Regions from separate parts of the Mus musculus genome. Here region 2 is linked to region 1. The links are chromatin contacts, called in public Hi-C maps. All regions are on one chromosome and are shown on one strand. Each heading gives the region's core, a stretch centred on a gene start, on an enhancer-like site or on the middle of the called end of the contact. The rest is flanking DNA. Distances are from core to core; before and after follow the strand shown.

The links. Hi-C and Micro-C count contacts between places; a contact is called where the count stands out from the background.
Region 2: a contact with region 1 is called in a Hi-C map of uterus, with 7 times the contacts expected there. The contact joins the enhancer-like site here to the promoter of Pimreg in region 1. A contact is called at or near these places in 5 of 39 promoter capture datasets (the 3T3-L1 cell line, the C10 cell line, liver and 1 more) and 1 of 484 Hi-C or Micro-C datasets (uterus).

The regions. Positions count from the first base shown.
Region 1 is chr11:72,041,183-72,043,879 of GRCm38.p6, forward strand. It overlaps Pimreg (PICALM interacting mitotic regulator), which reads left to right and starts at 1,320. Exons shown (of 6, transcript NM_144526.3): 1 at 1,320-1,352; 2 at 1,835-2,155. The coding sequence starts at 1,868. It also overlaps a transcript of Aipl1 not described here.
Region 2 is chr11:74,408,201-74,410,897 of GRCm38.p6, forward strand. All of the region lies in intron 14 of Rap1gap2 (RAP1 GTPase activating protein 2), which reads right to left. Among named protein-coding and RNA genes, the nearest start is that of Olfr412, 45 kb to the left of the region's middle. Within about 2 kb of position 1,356, at least 133 of the 459 cell types and tissues checked have an H3K27ac peak or open chromatin away from gene starts, as enhancers often do. A contact at or near this core is called in uterus, where this site is marked.

The sequences.
Region 1 (2,697 bases), core at 70-2,569:
GCATGGCCTTTGGGTCCTTCACCCTGCTACAGTTAGTGAGTGAAGTGTACGGCCAGTCTCTCCACACCCCAGCTACCTCACAGAGCTGCAGAGCACTGGGGATAAACTGGGCTTGCTGATAGAAAGGGAGTGTTTGCAAGTGCTACACACAAATCAACCATTATTATTATAGGGGGTTGGGAGGTAAACACTGAGGTCAGGAGAGGGTCAGACAATCCTGACACCAGGAAGAGGCCTGAAGAGTCTCTAGGAGTCTCACTCCAGGCTGAGGAAAGGAGAGAGGAGGGAGAAGAGAAATTCTTTTTTGAGGACCGATAAGAAGGCCCCATTGTGGTGGCACGCCAGGCCCCTTGATTTCAATCTTGGGGAGGCTGAGTGTGGCCAGTTAGAACCAACCACCTCTAACTCCAGCTCCAGAGGGTCTGACTTCCTCTTCTGTGTCGCCACCACGCCACCCCACAGGCATTTACATGCACAGAGACATATAATTAAAAATAAAAATATTTTTTTTAAAAAAAGTCAAAACCATAAAAATGAAAGCATGGGAGAAAGTGACCCAGCCTGGGTTGCTGTTGTTTGTCGTCGTCGTCTTTGTTTCTTGTTTTGTTTTTTTAGCTTGCTGGCAGACTACAGGAAAGAAAGATTGAAAGATGCGTAGAGCAAGACCCGGCAGAGGAACTGACCTAACTGTGGAGAGGGTGATCTACAGTCTGTCCCCTCCTCTGAGATGTGCTTTCTTGGGCGCCGCCAGCAGGGTGTTTGTTTGAGGAACAGACAGGGGCAGGGCCATCTCGCAGGAAGGAAGAGAATTACGCGGGGAATTTGAAACAAAACTTCCCAGGGATCGCAAAGCTCGGCAGTCCCAGCCTATCGCTTTGACAAAACTACTTATCGTGGGAGAGAAGTTAGGCGGGGTGAAGGACTGAAAGGGGCGCGTGCCCTGGGTGGCGGTGACCTGAACCCCCGCAGCATCCTGCACCCTGACCTGCATGCTTGAAGAAGAGAGCTTGGGAGAACGATGGACTAGGCGCGGTCGCCTGGGACCAAGCAGCCGGGATGTAGGGAGGCGGGCTGGTCGGTAACAGTGATCCGGTGGCGACCTGGACCCCTCTGCGGCGAGCCAGGTGGGGGGTCTACGAACGATGTATGGGCGTGGCCAGGCCAATCCCAAAGCAGGATTTACAGTCACGAGAGAAAAAGACCAATCGAAATCCGGGGCGGCGGTGGTGGATGGCTGATAGGGCCAATGGGCTGCAAGCGCCGGGGCGGGGCGGGGCCGCGCGGAGTTTCAAATCGGCTGCGGTGGGCTAGGAGAGGGTGTTGATCTTCGGGTCCGGGTATCGAGCAGGGAGGTGAGCATGCGGGGTTACCGAGGGGCTTAAGGAGGGGGGTGGGGGACGGTCTCACGGGGAGCTCTGAATGGGGAACGGGTCAGGAGCTCTGGATAGGACCCACAAGACAAAGGGAATGTCTAGGAGTTGCAAACGCCCCATCGGATCCGAGGCCTTGGCTGGATTGCTAAATCTGCTCCGGAGAGGAAAATTTGTGAAAACAGCATACTGCTGGTGCCCTGCGTAAGCGCCGAGGCTCCGTGACCTGTGTGCCACTCCACTTAGCCTATGGGGAATAGGCTAGGATGGAAAGACGGACAAATTGCCGCCTTGCAACGGAGGCAGCTGCTGACCATGATGCCATTGGTCATCTTTCTGGCATCCACAATTGCCCAACAGGCCTACCCCGCGAGGTTCCACTTCATCTCTTTCCCAGTTCCCAAGGTCCCTGGAGCCTTGGAATGGGGTCAGGGAGTACTTTGATGACCTTTTGACCTCCCCAGGATCTAGCGGGCAGCGGAAACTGGACCAAGCACATGGCGTCTCAGTGGCAGGGCATGAGGACCTCTGTGCGCAGACGATCACTCCTAAAGGAGGAACAGCTAGAGAAGAAGGAGGTGACCCGGTCTGCTGGGGGTCATCCGGAGACCGGTCCCTTGGGCTCCCTGTGCAGACAATTCCAAAGGAGGCTGCCTCTGAGAGCGGTCAGCCTGAACCTCGGTAACGGCCCCTCCTGGAAACGCCTGGAAAGTCCAGAGCCAGAGCAGCAAGGTCTTCAGGCTGCAGCTCGCTCAGCCAAAAGCGCCTTGGGTGCCATGTCCCAGGTAACAATGACACCACCAGCCGTCTGTTTACAGAAGCGTCCTTGGTGTTGACTGTCCCTATCCTCAGGGAGACCCCAGGAATATAGACTCCATGGGGTCTTGGGGTTTGATTAGGTTCTTGCCATTTTCCCAGAACCCCGGTCATTCTGGCACATAATAGTTTCCCAACAAATCAGTAGGTGAATAAAGTCATGGAAGAAATTGGTGTTCCCCATGCAAGGTGACCTGCCATGTCCTGTGATAGAAAATTGCAGGAAATGGCTATCTATAAAGAGATACCAGTCTCAAGCTTAGTGGATAAAGACTTCCTAGAATAGGTGACTCTTCCAAGATCACTCAGGAAAGGGGAGGTGTATGTAGGCACAGGGCCAGTGGGATGCTGTGAGTGAGTCCAGCGTGGATGCTGAAGAGAAGAGTCCCCAGTGTGAAGCTAAGCAGTCAGTATAGTGAGAGAGGTGATCCTGTGTGCTGACCCCCATTTAAAGTCTCCCAGTCACACTCTTACACCTTAGCTGTCAACTATTTGGTAGAAAAAGGCAGAG
Region 2 (2,697 bases), core at 106-2,605, 2.4 Mb after region 1:
CCCTAAGTACAGACAGTGCAGGTGGTGGCCAGGAGGTTTGCCTCCCTACCCCATTACAGCATCCATCCCAGAGAAAGCAACTGAGAACTACTGCTCATTTTACTGATGAGGAAACAGATGGCTAAGACATGGAACAAGCACCCTAAAACCAGAGAAAGGGGCACAGAGAATCCAGACTGCTCCAACCCAACTCTGACTCCCCATTAACCTAGCCATAAATCAAACTCAGAGTGTTTAAAAGGTAACTACTGGACCACAGAAATGGCTCCACAGATTAAAAAAACAAAAACCTGACACACAAGCTTGGTAAGTCCCTAGATTGTCTCTTCTCTCAGTACTTGTGTGTCTGTGTCCCCCCTCCCAACATAACAAGTACACATGTGCACATGCACGCTCATGCACACACATACACATACATACACACACACGCCACCAGTAGCAAAATCAACAACAAATAATTTTTTTAAAGAAACAAGTAAATACTGGTTGCAAGGAAAGCTTGGGGCTCTGCAAGTTGACACAGGCAGTGACCCAGGTCTGAAGCCTGGCTCTACATGTGGAGCCAGTCATTCTGGCTGAGGCTTGGGCACAGAGATACCAAGGGCATTGACTGGGAAAGAGGATGGGGGACATCCAGGCTCTGGCCAGATGCTGAGGCTGGACTGTAAGACCATCCAGAGACTCCAGCACAAGGGTGGTCCTGCAGCAGGTGGCTTCCACTCCTCACCTCCTCTCTTGTGCAAGTACCTAGGTTTCACCTGCTGTTAGCCCCTGAGGCTACAGGGCTCTTGGGAGGCTGCCCTATCCCTTCACTAGCAGTGGCTGACGTGAAGGCCCTGGCAGGCTGCCAACCACTCTGTCCTGTGAAGTAGGGCAGATGCAAGAGTCTGCCAGACTGGGTGAGCAGGCAGCTTGGGGCCCTGCCAGGTCCAGCGGGGAGAAGCAGAGCTTTGGTCAATGGGGCCTTCTTCTTACAAGCTCAAGGCCATTTACATGGCCCAAACTGAGGTACTCAGAGTCTCAAGAAATGGTTTTGTGTTCACTGACAAGATTTCTGGCTGAGCCCCAGCTGCTAGACACAGCCCACCCCCACCCCCAGCCACCAACCATGCACTGGTGGCCCAAGTCTAGTGCACATGTGTACTTGTTATGTTGGGAAGGGGGACACAGACACACAGGTATTGAGGACAGAGACAATCTGGGGACTTATCAAGCTTGTGTGTCAGGTTTTTGGTTTTTGTTTTGTTTTGTTCCATCTCAGAAGAAGAATCTGGCTGCCCACTCTGGGTATCTGGGACATGTGGGACAAAGCACAGATGCCTGCAGGCCCAGCTGTTTCCCTAGCCCGGCCCCTCCTCCTCAGGCCTGCATTAAAGTAGTCTATTCTGACAGGGTAAGGGTCTTAGGAATGCCTTTAAATCCACAGGGCAGCAGGGCAGGGCCCAAGACCTTTCTGGTAATGTCCATCCACGTCCCATCCGTATCCTAGCTCCTCCTCTGACCTCGGTCTCCCCCTCCTCTCGGCTTACAACCAGATGCCCAGGGGAGCTTAGAGAGGGAAGGCTAGAGACCCAACAAAACCCCCATGTCCAGGGATGGCCTGCCACCCAGAAGACTGGCAGGGCTGCTCAGAGGGAGTCAGGATAGGCAAGGGAAGGCCCTCCCCAGCTGCCTGTTTCACAGCCAAGTCTTGAAACCTTGGCAGAACTCCAGGAGTGAGGTGGACTGGCCCCTGCAGGGAGGGATGGGGGAATCCTATTGATTGCTGAGCTGGAATCTCTTTCCAACCTGGAGTGAATGGGAATGAGATAGCCCTACCTGAGAAGTGATTCAATTCCAGCCACACTTCACACACACCCACGGGGCCGGTTTCTCACATGCCCCAGAGGCTCCTGGGAAGACTTCCAGCTCCCGGCTCCCTGGCTCTGCGGCCTCAGCTCTAAGTGCCCTCAGCATCAATCAGCTTCAATCTCTTCCCTATGAGCAGACTAATGGGCCTTGTTAGACTTCAAGAAGACTATCCGAGGGGCTAGAAAGACGGCTCTGTGGCTAAAGGCACTTGCCACCAAACCTAACAACCTGGGTTCAATCCCTAGGAGCCACATAGTGGAAGGAGAGAACTGACTCCTGCAAGTTGGCCTCTGATTTCCATATGCACACGCATGCACACACACACACACACACACACACACACACACACACACAAATGTAGAAGACGAAGAAGACTGCTGTAATGCAAAGCCTGGCCCAGAGCAGAAGCCACCATCAATCACTCAGGTTTTTTGTCTTTACTTTCCCTGTCGACCTACATGTACAAAAGGTCACCTTCATCACAGAGTTCCCCAAACCATCCGGCAGCCCATACCCCATCCTGCCTGTCTCTGCTCCCATAAGTAGCCATGGCTAGAAGGACCCTGAGGCTTTAAAATCCAGATTTCCTGTTTTGCAAAGATAGAAACAAAGGCCCAGAGAGGGAAGGAACTGACTTGCAGTCACACATCAACAAAGAGACAGAAGCAGAGACCCCAGGCTGCTCGGTCATTCTGTCTTCTGGGGTCCCTCCCGCCTTTACTCTCCTTTTTCATTGTTGGCCCTCCTACTTCAGGGTTCAGCTAAGGCCCAGTGTCAGCCAGGGGGCCCTGAGGGAGCTAACCCAGTTCTCCTCACAGTTTATGCATCACCCATAGTGCCTGGGGG